Regions from separate parts of the Pan troglodytes genome. Here regions 1, 2 and 3 are each linked to region 4. A link is a contact called in public Hi-C data. All regions are on one chromosome and are shown on one strand. The core of a region is the stretch at or near the end of the contact, and the rest is flanking DNA. Distances in the headings are between cores, read along the strand shown.

Region 1 (3,858 bases), core at 979-3,478, 490 kb before region 4:
GTTGATCTATTTTAACAGTGCTTGATGACAGACTTGCATTGAACCACGTCAAGGGTGTGTCACATTCCATTTCCCAGTTAGTCTAAGGTTCCAGTTTTAAAAAGCATAGTCTAAGGATCCAGAGTATTTAATGCATTTAAGGTTTTCCAAGCACTAATATTCTTTAACTCTGAAAGATCCTAAAATTTTTCTTTTCTGATCACATTGAACTTCTGTGGTAGTTTATGTAAAGCACTTTGAAATCTACAATATTCAAAAGTGTTAAGGCACTGATATTTCCATGCTATAAAAACAGTTCAACTGGCATTTTGTCAAACAGAAGTCTTTATCAACTAACACTTCTGCACTACAATAAAAATTCACATTTGTATAATGATCCTGAAGCATTTTATGACAATGATTACTATACTTCTAATGTTGTGTATGTTTTATTATATCCCAGATCTTTCCCATTGGAAACCCAATCATGACATGAATAGCAATTATTAATCAAAATATTTGATAAACCAGAATGTTTCATTCCCCAATTAACACTGGATAGCACAAAATTTACTGTAAATGTGCTGTTCCTTTTCTATCTTGAGGATATGCATGTTGAAAAATAAAAAATAATTATGGAAAGGGAGCAGAAATGAGACTCTGATATACTCACTAGCCTTGTGGCCTAAGATAAGTCATTTAAGTTCTCTTGCTTCTGTTTCCTCATTTGTAAAAAAGGGACAGTGATATCCCTCATCATAGGATCATTGTGAAGCTTAAACAAGAAACTCCATGTGGAGCTTTTAGCAGAAAGCCTGGCACAAGATAAGTAAATGTTATCTGTATTTTGATCATCATCGGTATTATTGTTGCTATTGTAATTATTCTATGGCGAGGGCCTAATAAGTGAAGCCAGACCAAAGACTGAGTAATTCAAAGCTATCAAATATGCATTAGGTTGGCTTCACATTTTAATTAAGGCTTGAGTTAATATTAGAAATATAGAGTCACCATTGTCTTTGTGAGGAAAGCCCGATTAATTATAGAAGCTCAATAGACATACAGGGCTTGTGATATATTCATAAGGATTTATTCCAGATAGATGGCTTCGGGGTGGAGCTAGAAAAACAAGTTTTGCTTCGATTTCTGGGCTGCCTGTAACAGCAGCGGCAGCCACTCAGGGTTTCAAGAGACGCTCTCACAGCCTCCTGAATGACTGCTCCCCCCTCCCCTGCAAGTGACGGGGACAAATGGCTGCTGTCTCACCACACATCTCCTCTTCCCATCTCCTCCACCCTCCGCCAGCCCACCGGGCACGTGCCAGCAATGAGCTGCCTGCCTCACTGGGATGCTCAGGTCCATTAATAAGCCCTGGAAGGCTGATAATTGGGGATTCGTGGAGCCTGCAGTTTTTCAATAAGCCAGGTTGTTATGGAAACCAGCAGCAGAACTCCATGTCCATATTATTGATCCTAAACAAAATAAAATAAAATAAAAGTGGGGAGCAGGAAAGGATCATTTCAATCCATCCTCTCCCCTGCCCCGCCCCAGCCCCCATCATTTTATTTTAGAAGTCCATTACCAATTTGCACACATGAGACTTCACAACTCTTCTCTCTTTCGGTTTCCTTCTCAGCACTCCCCCACCCCTTTCTTAATTACAACTGAATGTTTTTTCACCTCTAGCAGAAAAATCAGCTGAGCAGGGTACCAAAGGCACACCAGAGTAGACACTCTAAATCGAATTTAACACCATAGCATTAATGCTGTTTATTTGAGCCAAGAAAATCAGCAATGAATATCAATGTGCTTTCCTCACCGTTAAAATAAATAATAATAATAATAATAATTTAACAGGATTTTTAAAAATGGTCCCAGAGTCTCCCTGTGGCTCTTAATATGTATTGTTCTCTAGCAAGACAGCCAAGCCACCACCCAAGATGAGTAGCCCTGTGTGTTGAAACCAGGGCCCAGCTCTCAAATTGTCAGAGGAAAGGGGGCAGCATTTCCTTGGACTACTTTTAAAAATTAGCTGACAACCTTCTTACAATAAAAATCCAATTACTCCTTTTGGTTAATAAATTCAGGTATGATGCAAAGAAGACACCTGAGAGGGAGGCCTGGAGAGAACACTAAATGAATCCAGCCTGGAGGCTGCGGTGGGCCCGGAATCGCCACCTCCATCTCTACGTTGAAAAGACGAGGACACCATTGTTTCCTGATCAACTTCCCATTTCATCCCAGCAGAGGGCACCAGTGTAATTCTGTTCCCAGCTGTGGAGGCTGAGTGGAAGGCAGGCGTGTCAGGCGTCACTCTCCAGGAAGAAATGACCCCAGGCAAACTGCATAGCAGTGCAATAGGAACAACTATTGTGATTGGGTCCTATTTTGAAGTTAATCCTAAATCAATTTTGATTTTTTGGTCCTTCGAATATGACCAAAAACTCAGTCTACAAGTAGATTGTTAAGTCACTTTAACAGGTACGCTGAAATAATGTTAATATCTTTGAACTGAATTCATAAGTGTGGATTGTGCTTTGTGTACACTTCATAGAGACATCAGAGTCATTCTGGGAGCAAAAATAATATGGTGAAGTAAAAACTTTAACCACCCTCTATTTGCTGTTGGACCAAGACTGAAAACTTCCGACCACTTCAAGGTCCAACATACCCTACCTTCTCCTCACTGGCACAAACTACTAAGGCCGGTATCCTCACCAATGCTTCATCATAATGCTCGTTTCTTTTCTTCAGACCCTACCCACTATCGTGGTCTCTGAATTCCTTTGCCACAACTACAGACTGCAGTTTGCAAGCAGTCACAAACTTATTTTGTTCTATACTGGTACTGAGTCTTTTTTGTTTCTGTTTTCTTTTAAGAGCCTTACTTTTCTCCCCATCCAGACTGTAACTTCCATGACAACAGATATTCACTTTTATAATCTACATCCCTCACAATGCCTGTGTAGTGTGGAAATTATACGTATTAATAAGTACAAATTAATTGAATGACAGTAGAATACAGTCCTTGCGATATCTGGGTTTATCTCCTCTATTCTGATGCTAACTCATTGTGGGACCATGGCCAGACCATGCAACTGAATCCCAGAACAAGCTTCATCGTTCATTAAAACACAGGCGCGCACAACTTCTCCTGGAGATTGTTCAAGCATAGTGCATCATAATATTTTTGTGCAGTGGTCCCAGTAGAGTATCTGATGAAAGACAAGGTCATTTTGCCAAGAATATCATCCGTATGCACACACAGTATAATATGTTGCAAATAATCTTAGGAGATGAAAGAACCCTCCTGAAGCCCATCCAGTTCCCAGGCTTAGGCAATTTTTAAGTTTCCTTTTAGGTCTAAGACTGTAGGATTGAAATCCAAGATGTGACAAGTTATAGCTGGTATCTACCTGGAAAGAGTGTGTTAGCTATTTCCCTTAAGGTATCCCAACCTTTTCTATTGAATCCCTAGATTGCAGTTTCTGAGGGACAAATTACATGAAGCCCAAATTAATCCTAACATCACTACCTGGTAACCTTGGCTGACTTCCAGGCTCAATCATTACTGATAATGTAAGGACTTGGTAATGTTGCTGAGCTACAAGGTAGGCCAAATAGAATAGACTCTGACTCCCAAAAGAGACTGCAAATCATTATGTGTCTCTCTTGCTGGCCATAAATCATGTCCTATTTGCACGTTAATTTCCTTCATAAAATCAGGTGTAGTACCAAAGAAAAAGAAAGTTTCCCAATAGCTGAAAGTTTCCCAGCTGAAAGGAACAGGAACAATGGTGACTTTCTATTAGGCACTTACTATGTGTTCAATAAAATACCATAATAGACACCTTTTACACATGATCTATTTAATACCGA
Region 2 (3,800 bases), core at 810-3,309, 430 kb before region 4:
TGCTTGGGGCTGTTGGTGAGATAGAGCCCCAGGGAAGGCAGCTGTCTTCATTTTGGGAAGGGAATTCCTTTAGCCCTAATTCCTTTTCTAAAAATCATACATGATTTCCTTTATTAAAGGAGATGCATGTATACTTGCATATGTACACATAGGGTGGGAACAAATTATGAACCTGAATATTTTTCTTTCCAAAATTAAAGCTTTTTAAGTGGATGGCTTTGGCTTACTTAGTGCTCCACCTTCCTAAATGTTATTTCCCCAGCTCACCAGTGAAATAACCTCAGGACTTTTCTTTGACAGTGTTCTTAACCCAGACACCTGTATTTATTACATTTATATATTAAAATGAAGGAGGTCACAGAGAGAAAATGCCCTGGTTTGATAAAATGAGCCAATGGAAGCATCAATCTCTGTAACCACAGGGCAGTTTCAGGAGATGCTGCAAATACCGCCCCCAACTCAATCCCCCACTATCCGACTTTTTCCCCCAAATAGCCCCACACAATCCAGGATGTCTGCTTATTTATTTATTTATTTATTTATGCCAAATCTCTACTCCCACTGCTCTGACATTCTGCTTCAGTCTCCCATCCTCTTCCTGCTCCTTCTCCTTCATCCTCACTCCCCACCCTTCCTTCCAGGGCGCTGGCTAAATGTGCTAAGCTGGCAGGCTGTTTCTTCTCCACTCTCTTCCACCCCCTTCGGATTCAGGGAGTGTATTACAAATTGCCCAATTTCCAATACCTGCACTGGAAATTATACCCAAATTCCATCTCTTGCACCCCACCCCTAAGGCAATCAGTCTGCGAAGGGCTTCTTTGACCAAGATTGCCCCCACCACACCCCCACCCCCACCACAGTCAAGCATACGCACACACTCACCCGTATCCCACACCCATTTTTCTCTTTAACCTTCGCCAAAATCACTCAAATGCATTCCAACAAATGTTTGAAAGCTTCTTTTGGAGACTGCCATGGCATGGTCGGTTGCTGCGGAATACCACACTCGTCATTCCTTCCCACTCTCACCCCAATCAAGTTTCTAAAATGTCTTTCAAGAAATAAGCGAGCAATTGGAAATGGCTGTAAAACCTGGGCAGTGGGGGAGGGAAGGAGGGGCTCTGATTCTTGCTAATCTTGGATGTGTCCCTCTTCCTGATGAAAATGAGTCACCATACTTATTATCCAGGATGTTAGCCTGTCTCTGGTCACTGACAATCCCAGGAAAGAAGCAAGGGAAGGGGAGAAGAGAAAAGACCTGGTTTCCAACAGGTAATACCCGGCTGTCTTTCCCATCCCATCGGAGCTCCTAGGGGCGTGGTCCACCCTCTCCTCCGACCAGCTGGTGCACAATCGGCTGCTGATCTTAGGAAGGGGATTTTCCCCTTCTGCATGGCCAATTTCTCCCCCAGCCCCAGTTGTCTTAGCTTCTCTTAAAAAAAAAAAAAATCTATCAAATCACAGTTTCATTCATTCATTGAAAAATAAATACTAAATAAATAAGACCTGCACGTTTTTCCATAAATACCTGCGCCCCTTCGAAGCTCATGCATGCACGAAATAAGGCATCTTCCGCAGCACATGTGAGAAAATTGTATGACAGAGAGGCAATACTCAGTTCTGAATATTATTTCCTCAACCCTGCTTTTTGCAAATAATATAAAGAAATGCCTCCCCATCTTGTAGGTAGAGCCCACATCATCTCCCCCACACCCCTTTCTACGTCCACACCCTCAAGACCAGAGACCTCAAATGCTGAGCATTCACTAATAAGAAAAAAAAAAATTATTTCTAGCCAAACAGGCATGTTTTTTCTACCCTCAACCTAATTAGTAGCAGCATTCCAAAACCAGAGCATGAAAGACAGAAAAGAATAAAAGCTGGGATGCAACCATCAGTTACCATATGCTAAGGAAGCGCGAGCACCATGGCCAGAGCAGAAGCAGTAAAAAAATTGTTTGCCTTTACGGGGAAATACTGTACTCTGGTTATTTCACAACAGCAAGAAGTAAAAAATCTTTAGCTCTACCTGTTTGGTTCTTCTCATACAGCACAGCATGGTTGTCTCGTCCCTTGCCTTCTTCCTGCCTTCTCTCCTTTCCTTCTCTCTCTTTCTTATTCCCCCCCTCTCCACCTCTTTTCTGCTCGCTTGCTCACTCGCTCTCTCGCGCTAGCGCGCTCTCTCTCCCTCCCTCCCTCTCTCTCCCTCACACACACCAGGGCAGTTAGCAGCAACTGTAAGGTCCACAGCTATTGCTCATCGCACATGCTCGCTCCCTCTCTCTAGCGCGCGCTCTCTCTCTCTCTCTCTGGTGCTCTCTCTCCGCTGTCCTCTCTTCCCTCTCTTCTCCTTTTTTCTCCTTCCCCCCAATATCTATCTATCTGTCTTTTTCTTCCCTCTCTCTCCGTCTCTTTCTCGGAATTGTTCGCTAGCCTTCAGTGACTAATCACTTCCCCCAGCTCCTACCCCCATTCTAGACAGTCGCCCCCTCCCAGTCCCCTGCCAGCCTCATGAATATTTAAACACCTCCAATCTGGACCCAATTACCCACCGACTTTTCCACTGCATTGAGAGGGTGATGGGGTGGGGGCAGAGAAGGATATTCCAGTCAATCCAGGAGATATGATAGAGCATGTTTTAGGGAAGAGGGGCTTGAGGAATCCTTGTATTTCTTTAAGAACTCTTTTCCTCTTTTCCTAGTATTATAAAAGCAAAGAACAGCTATTTCTAAAGAGGAATTGTAGTCAGTCCTATACAATATAAGTCATATCTGCCATTACATTTTATGCATAGTTAATAATTGTGGAGGTTAATTTCCCTCAAAAAATGAAATAACATGTAAATATCATACACTGTTTATATATTCTTCTCAGTATACATACAACCTGAAATAAATACAAAGCTTAGACATGCACAAGCATATTTTATATATGTTCCAATATCCTGGAAAAAATCCACATAAATATATTGCATTTTAAACATTCTAAGCACTTGAGCTCAGAAATAATAAACAATGTTTAAGAATTGGCATCCATATCTAAAATCACATGGTAGTTTTTTGTTTTTTCCTTAATGCACATATACCTGTTTGTAAATTGTGGTTTCTTCTAATTTTACTGAAAAAGCTGAGCACATTCAAACAGGTCTGTGTAATATTGATGGTGATCAAAATGATATTTTACAATTTGGGCATGATAGATTAAAGTGAATTCATCTGAGATGAGAAGAAATGATAAGTCATGAAGCCTACTTCTTGAATTCCTTCTATGGCCTTTCATAATTTTGGGGGAGGAACATGTGACTCTTATAGTGTGTATAGCACAATTTTTAGTTATTTATTGTTGAATGAGTTTGAGTGTGTTACTGAAGCTCTTTGCACCTAATTTTCTCATCTTTAAAATGGAGATAATAATGCCAATCTTGACAACATGTTTTGAGGACTAAATGATATAACGCATGCAAAGCACAACAGTCTTTCTGAGTGTATAATAGCTTTACTCCAGAGACTGTACTTTTCTGAAATTCGGGTGACATTTGCAAGTGAATATCTCAAAGAAGTTTTCAAACTATTTCTTGTTGTTCATTAGTGATGACAAGTACCCCTAATTAAACAGCTCATATTCTTCATAGTCCCTCCTAGACCTCCTAGACATAAACCTAGTTAATAAGTGGCAACTAGGCAGCTTATTATTAGGCATATTTCAGGATCACTGAGCTCAATAAGTGCTTAGTACATTTTAACATAATTTAAGGTATATCTATTTCAAAATGGACTATCTCAGACAGGTACCTGGGAACG
Region 3 (3,711 bases), core at 1,168-3,667, 320 kb before region 4:
GATTTGAGGCTATTGGCATGGGAAGCTGGATGCAGCCTAACTAGAAGTGGGGTGTTCTATGTGATTGGTTTGGGGAGCATATTTGGCTTTCTCTTCTTGGTCCTGAGTTGGAAGTGGTGGGAGTTGGTTGTGGGGAGGGCAAGGGAGGCAAAAATTAGGGAAGCTGGCGGTCATTCACTACTTCCTGCCTGTTCTGGGTTGTTTGCTGCAGAGGTTGTGGTTTGGCTTCCTGCACACTGGTTGCTGCAGAGGTTGTAGATCAGGGTTCTATTGTCATATGTGATCTGGCCATTGTTTATTGGTATATGGCCTCTCACCTCTCCTCCACATTATCTCTCACACAAATATACTAAAACCCAGTTTTAGGCCAGAGGTTGTATTTTTTCTTCACCTTCCACTACTTACTGTTCCTACCTCCTCCCTATTTCTTGCCACCAGTGTTTGACATGCAATCCCCCCAGCCTGGCTAGTCGGGTACCTTCCTCTGACTATGTAAACACAATCCTCACATCATGGGCAGCTTACACTTCATTTCTGTCATTAAGTTTCCTTGGGCAACATTTGCTTCAAGAAATTTTACTTTTCTTTAAACTCCTGCTTCATTTAGAATTTGTGCCACATCATTAAGCACTTGATTATAACATGTTTTTAACTGATTTTCATTAATTTGTACATGTTAATCTTATCTCCCCAACAAAATGATAAATTTGAAGGCTAGTATTACAGCATATGCTTTCTCTTATATTTCACAATAGTTTGCAGGGCTAAGTTCATGAAGTAAATGCTCAGTAGATAGTTGCTAATTGAATATTTTCTATACATAGTATTCAATTGAAGAGATAAAATAGAACTGACTCATAATTGTATCCACCACCATTCTGGGTAGTGATTTTACCTCTATTCATCCCAATTTTCTTTTTTAAAAATTGTATTTATTATTTTTTTAGATGGAGTCCTGCTCTGTCACCCAGGCTGGAGTGCAGTAGCATGATATCAGCTGACTGCAACCCCCGCCTCCTGGGTTGAAGTGATTCTCCTGCCTCGGCCTCCCGAGTAGCTGAGATTACAGGTACCCACCACCATTCCTGGCTAATTTTTTTTTTTTTTTAGTTTTTTTAGTAGACATGGGTGTTTCACCCTGTTGGCCATGATGGTCTGGAACTCCTAACCTTAGGTGATCCACCCGCCTTGGCCTCCCAAAGTGTTGGGATTACAGGCTGAGCCACTGCACCCAGCCCTAATTTTCTTGAAATTGGAAGATTTTGCACATTAAAATTTCAGAACCCAAAAGGGTTTCTTTCACACCCAGTGAAAAGGAGGAAGGATTCCAGTGATTCTTTTTCAAATTTTAAACCCTGTATAGCAACAGCAAACCTTCTGAACATTCATGAGATGCATATTGGGTTTTCCAACAGAAAGAACATGGGGTCCTAGGGGTCAGAAGAAAATATGAAGGGTCAAATGGCTCCCTGAACATCCCTGGGAGCATCAGAGCAGTGGTGGAAGAAATGGGAATTCAGATGAAGAGCTATATAAACTGGACAGTTTCCTAATAAGAATTCACATGTTTTCTGAGAGGGCTTCACATAAATTAAGAATAGCAACTGGAATAGAATCAAAGAGAAGTTGTGAATATCTTTTCATCCAAAACCAAAACAAAGATATATATGGCGCATATCTTAGTGTGTGAACAATCCAGTTATGTGTCTACATACGGGAGACTATTCATTGATGCAGCTTTATCTAGATGGGAGAGAACTAGTGGTGTACTGGAGCAACTCATACCAGCCCATAGAAGCTAATTGTTCAATTTTCAAAAGTTTTGCTAATTGTTAAAGCATTGGCAGCTTGAAATCAGCCATGTTGAGAATACTTACACCAGGAAAATTAGCAAACTCTACAACACAGTGCTTTTCTTTTCAAAGCACACTAATGGCAGAAGAGTGGGATTACGTATCTCTCCTTCCATAGAGCACCATCAGGGAAGAGGGGGTGATGACCTGTCAAATTCTGTATCTTCTAATTTTCATAAAGAGTTCTTTAGAGTCAGAAGTATATGATATTAGAGTTGTATAAGACTTTAGAGGAACTAAAGTCCAGAAACAAGAAGTACCTTGCCCAAAGGTATGTATCTTACCTGATCACATAGGAAGTCTGAAGAAACACCCAGATTTTCTTACCCTCACCCATTACTTTCAGGAAATGTAGTGTCTGATTATTCACAATGCTATACTCTCTTCCCTCCTTCCCCTCACATCAAGGAAAGCTCCTGCTGTTAAGGCCAGATCACTCTCTTTTGTCAGAGCCCAGCTCATAAAATGCTATTAAGTAAATTACTGATGACCTAATTCCCAGCTGCAGGACACATTCCATTAGAGGCAGGCTGCCTGCCAAGAAGTGTCAGCGATGACTGGATGGCAGGAGTGATTGAAACCATCCTGCCAGGGATGGCTGGGCCTCTGAGAGTACAGTTCATGGTAGGGAGGAGGTGCTCCTATTCCCCAACATGAGTCCCGTGTCTTTTTCTGGGAACTGAATTCATCAGCCTCAAAAAGAACTTTCTCAAACTAACAAGGGTCACCACTGCAGAAACAACTGGAGGTAATACCTCCTCTATTACAGATGTCTAGAATAACAAGCAAATTTAACCACTATCATCTACGGCACAAACTTGCAAAAGCTGTCCACACCATTTTTTCTTTCTTGCTTGCTTTAATTGTCAGGCTGCCCATTCCTCCCACTTCTGTTCTATTTTCTTAAAGCACAACGAGTTCCTAGTTGATAGTATGGTGGAGAAGAGTAGAAAGAGCATGGTCTATTTATTTTATTTTTAATTCACCTAGTATTCACAAATAAGAAATGGGTATTTGTAGAAAAAATATATCATATATAAAAAGTAGATAAGTCCCATGCAGGCCATTTTTTAGCTGATATTTACTTATTGCAGATTGATACAAGGGTTAAATTAGATAAAACACTTTGCATGCTGTAAATAAACAATATAAATGTAAAAATACAATTCTGTTAGATGTTAAAGTACAAATGGAATAGTATTTACATTTCAAAGGAACTTTGGTTTCAGTCAGCCTTTATAGGTATAAGAAATGATGTAACAGAACTATCACTGGACTAGCAGTAAGGAAACCTGGGCTCTAACCTTGCCTTTATCACAGTCTCTAAATGACTGTGATATTAGAAAAGTCACTCATTTCCTCCTGGCTCTTGCTTTCTCTTCTGTGAAATGAAAAGGTTTCCATTTCAAATTAAAATGAGAGTAAACCAGAGGATCAATATGGTTTGGAACTGGGTCCGCACCCAAATCTCACGTCAAATTGCAGTTCTCAGTGTTGGAGATGGGGCCTTGTGGGAAGTGACTGGATCATGGGAGGGGATTTCCCCCTTGGTACTGTGTTGTGATAGTGAGTGTGTTCTCATGAGATCTGGTTGTTTGAAAGTGTGTAGCACCGCCCCCCGACCTTGCTGTCTTCCTCCTGCTCCAGCCATATTAATAGTCTCACTCCCCCTTTGCCTTCCACCATGATTGTAAGCTTCCTGAGGCCTCCTCAGAAGCGGAAGCTGCTATGCTTCCCGTACAGCCTGTGGAACTCTGAGCCAATTAAACCTCTTTTCTTTATAAATCACCCAGTCTTAAGTATTTCTTTATAGCAGTGCAAGAATGAACTAATACAGAAAATTGGTACCAGGAGTGAG
Region 4 (3,680 bases), core at 970-3,469:
AATAAATTTCTGTTGTGTATAAGCCACCCAGTATATGGTATTTTGTTATAGCTGCCAGAGCAGACTGAGATGCCCATTTTCCCCCTCTGTGCCTTCTTTCTATCTTTGGTACTTTGCAGTGTCACTCAGAAAGTTACAGAACAGTGTTCAAACTATTGATAGAGGCATTCTCTGCTCTCCTGGAAGATAGCCAGGCATTCCCACAGTCAGCCAAGTGACCTTCAGACATGAGAAGGACAGCCACTCTTGGAGCCACCCCTCCACTCTAGGAGCACTCTAGGTGCTCACCCCCTGGCCCACCTAATAGGGGCCATTTGCATGATCCTGTGGTCTAAGTTTAATACATGACCTGAGAAGCTAGGAAAAGAAAAGACATTGACAAGAATTAGGGAGAAAAATAATCCTGCTGGGATCTTATGATTTCCATAATCTTTATTTTCTTCAGCTGCAAAATAAGATAATTGGACAACATAGCCAAAAAGATCTCTTCCAGTTAGGGTGACCAACTTGTTGCAGTTTGCCTAAGATAGCCTTAATTTTAAAACTGAAAATGTCACATCCTGGACACCTTCTCAGTCCCTAGCAACTCAGGATAGCTGGTCATCCAATTTTCCTCTCCAGTTCATGAGGAAGTCCTAACTCATCATTTGATTGACACACACATATTTAGATTCATTTTTTGGTTTTAAAAGTAATAAGTTTCTACTTCATCATGCTTAATTTCAGCAGAAATGCAAATAATTCTGTCTTATCTCTCACATGGGCTTTAGACTTTATATATTGCACAATGTTGGTTAATGCAGGCAAATGAATGCTAAAATGTAGAAAGTTGACATTTCTTTACTTTGTGAACTTTTTGGCTATGCCCCACTGTGTGTTCTGAGCCAGTGTGTGGCATGGCAGCTGTGTTGTGGCCTCAGAGGACAGTGACATGATGTCATCAGAGGTCTCCTAGAGAGCTGCTCTCCCAGCATCATGTACCTGACAGAGAAAAACACTGCACAAGGTCTAAAACCAAGGGTCACAGTATCTGTAAATGCTACACAAATGATCACCTGCTATTTGCTATTCATATTAATGTAATTATTTCTGTGATTATTCCAAATTATTTACTTTTACAATTTCTGCTTTGAAAGAAAGCAATGACTTCATCTTTAGCCACTATTCTGAAATCAGTCATACTGACTACAATCCCTTGTTTTCTTCACAAAAGAAAGAAATCAGATGACCTTTGCTCTGACCTTTGACTTGATATTTACAAAAGCTAATTATAGGGTGGGTCAACTTCCTTTATCATTCAGAGACATTTGGTAAAGCTCTACTCTTCAATTTTTTTTTAAGTCGCTTAGAGGGCAATTTAGGGCTGTATACAGTATGATTAAATCTAGAAAGAAATAGTTAATTTGGAATTTTGGCCATCAACATTGATTTTCTCAAAACCAATCAAGTATAACATGGAAGCTGTATAAGTCAGCAATTAAAATCAGTGTTTCACTAACAAAATGAAATCAGTTATCTGCCGGTCTGGTGGTTAGAGGTCATAGACATAGAGATACACAGTCTGAGACCTTCAGCATTAAACCTCTCTCAGTTTTCACCACCACTGCCTCTACTACTGCGTCAGCAAGAAAAGGACTGCAGCAACTGTGTAGTACTTAAACTGTAAAGGTTACTTGGCTAATAAAGAGACGAATGCCGCCAAGACAGAGCACAGTCATACATCCCTGTAGTGCATGTAACTTATTTACCTTTCATATAATTGTTATGCTTATAAACAGAAGCTTAAAAAGGATAAACAGTCAGAAGAGAAAAAAAGCATTAGGTAGTCAAAACAATGATGCAACCACTCAGCATTGCGCTTTCTCCCCAAGCTTCCCTTGGCAATCTTTTTCTCAGGCTAAGAGTAAAGGTCTGATTCCTTTTGTTCATTTCAGCCACCGCCCTTTAGCAATCTGAGTCTGAGCAAGACTGCCACGCCCAATCAAGGGACAAAGGCAGAAATAAGGGAAACTCTGGGCACAGAGACAGCTTGACTTCATTTATACCTGTGCGATATGTTGGGCTCTGTGACGTGAAGGTGCAAATCAGTTGCTATCTCTATAAACAAACAATTAAAACAAGAGGCTTAAAATTTATATCTATGTTCTGAAACGCTATCTGGTAAAAGTATTCTTTTCCTAGAAAGAAAGAGATGTGGCCAAAGTGGTCTCTGATTTTCAGAAGAAGGGTGAATGCTGCCCCCTTTTGACTGAGCACAATATATACCATGTATCCATAAACCTGAAACATAAAGCAATGCACAGTGAGAATAAAGATCCTATGTCTGTAATGAGAAATCTGATTAAATATTGGAAGCTAGAAAGTATAAAGGGGCTCAAAGTTTATCTAGTACAAGTCTCAAGGGGCCTTTTCTAGCTTCTTGGAAGATTGGTCATCCTTCATCCAGGCTTCTATATCATTTTAGTTGTGTCTCTTTTGTAGATTCTCAATTCTGTCTGGAGTGATCATATGAGTTTACTGCACTGTTTCTCCTACCAGTGATAGACTCCTTGAAAGACTGAGCTACATCTTTTTATTTTGCCTGTGTAACTCTCACAGTGCCTACAAACACTTGTGCATAGTGGGTTCTCATAAATAAATGTTTATTAAATACAAATACCTAGATGAGGTCATCATAGTCTGTAGTTGTGAGTAGTTCTCTCTTTAAAAAGCTAGTGAGTCTATCTGGGATTTAAAGTTGACATTCACACAAATGGTGCCATACTTTAACCCAAGAACTGCAAACTTTTATGCACACATCCCTGGCTTATTTATAAATTATATGCATCTATTACTGAACTGTTATAGAAGTTAAAACATAAAAATTAAACAAGAGGAAAAAAACTTAGTCACACTATGTAAAGACATAACATTGAGTGAAAGAAACTAGGCACAAAAGAGAACATACTGTATGATTCCATTGACATAACACTCAAAAACAAGCAAAACTAATGCATAGGCATACCTCAGAAATATTGTGGGTTTAATTCCAGACCACCATAGTAAATAAAATATTGCAATAAGATGAATATCACAATAAAGCAATCACATGAATTTTTTTGTTTCCCAGTGCATATAAAAGTCATGTTTACACTGCCGGGCATGGTGGCTCACTCCTGTACTACCAGAATTTTGGGAGGCCAAGGTGAGCAGATTGCTTGAGCCCAGGAATTCAAGACCAGACTGAGCAATATAACAAAACCCTGTCTCTACAAAAAATACAAAAATTAGCCAGGCATGGTGGTGTGCACTTGTGGTCCTGGCTACTCTGGAGGCTAAGGTGGGAGGATGGCATGAGCCTAGGAGGCAAAGGTTGCTGTGAGCAAAGATCATGCCACCACACTCCAGTCTGGGTAGCAGAGTGAGACCCCATCTCAAAAAAAAAAAAAAACAGTTTAGTTTACACTATACTACAGCCCATTAAGTGTGTAATGGAATTACATCTAAAAACCTTAACTAAAAAATGCTAGTGATCATCTGAGTTGTAATCCTTTTGCTGGTGGGGGATCTTGTCCTGATACTAATGGCTGCTGACTGATCAGGGTGGTGGTTGTTGAGGGTTGGGGTGGCTGTGGTAATTTCTTAAAATAAGACAACAGTGATGGGAGTGTAAATTAGTTCAAACATTGTAGAAGACAGTG

What was found. Hi-C and Micro-C count contacts between places; a contact is called where the count stands out from the background.
Region 1: a Hi-C map of stem cell-derived neural progenitor cells shows a contact between it and region 4, with 14 times the contacts expected there. The contact joins two enhancer-like sites. A contact is called at or near these places in 4 of 7 Hi-C or Micro-C datasets (blood, induced pluripotent stem cells and stem cell-derived neural progenitor cells) and 1 of 1 other capture datasets (stem cell-derived neural stem cells).
Region 2: a contact with region 4 is called in a Hi-C map of stem cell-derived neural progenitor cells, with 3 times the contacts expected there. The contact joins the promoter of GAP43 here to the enhancer-like site in region 4. A contact is called at or near these places in 1 of 7 Hi-C or Micro-C datasets (stem cell-derived neural progenitor cells) and 1 of 1 datasets of contacts at active chromatin or transcription factors (stem cell-derived excitatory neurons).
Region 3: a Hi-C map of stem cell-derived neural progenitor cells shows a contact between it and region 4, with 4 times the contacts expected there. The contact joins two enhancer-like sites. A contact is called at or near these places in 1 of 7 Hi-C or Micro-C datasets (stem cell-derived neural progenitor cells) and 1 of 1 datasets of contacts at active chromatin or transcription factors (stem cell-derived excitatory neurons).

Annotation. Positions count from the first base shown.
Region 1 is chr2:119,026,686-119,030,543 of NHGRI_mPanTro3-v2.0_pri, reverse strand. All of the region lies in intron 2 of GAP43 (growth associated protein 43), which reads right to left. Among named protein-coding and RNA genes, the nearest start is that of GAP43, 69 kb to the right of the region's middle. Within about 2 kb of position 2,228, at least 16 of the 24 cell types and tissues checked have an H3K27ac peak or open chromatin away from gene starts, as enhancers often do. A contact at or near this core is called in stem cell-derived neural progenitor cells and stem cell-derived neural stem cells, where this site is marked.
Region 2 is chr2:118,957,671-118,961,470 of NHGRI_mPanTro3-v2.0_pri, reverse strand. GAP43 (growth associated protein 43) reads right to left here and starts at 2,059. Exons shown (of 3, transcript NM_001009816.1): 1 at 2,030-2,059. The coding sequence starts at 2,059.
Region 3 is chr2:118,853,472-118,857,182 of NHGRI_mPanTro3-v2.0_pri, reverse strand. It overlaps a transcript of GAP43 not described here. Among named protein-coding and RNA genes, the nearest start is that of GAP43, 100 kb to the left of the region's middle. Within about 2 kb of position 2,417, at least 9 of the 24 cell types and tissues checked have an H3K27ac peak or open chromatin away from gene starts, as enhancers often do. A contact at or near this core is called in stem cell-derived neural progenitor cells, where this site is marked.
Region 4 is chr2:118,532,105-118,535,784 of NHGRI_mPanTro3-v2.0_pri, reverse strand. The region is part of intron 3 of LOC134809466 (a long non-coding RNA gene); the gene reads right to left. Among named protein-coding and RNA genes, the nearest start is that of ZBTB20, 71 kb to the right of the region's middle. Within about 2 kb of position 2,219, at least 6 of the 24 cell types and tissues checked have an H3K27ac peak or open chromatin away from gene starts, as enhancers often do. A contact at or near this core is called in stem cell-derived neural progenitor cells and stem cell-derived neural stem cells, where this site is marked.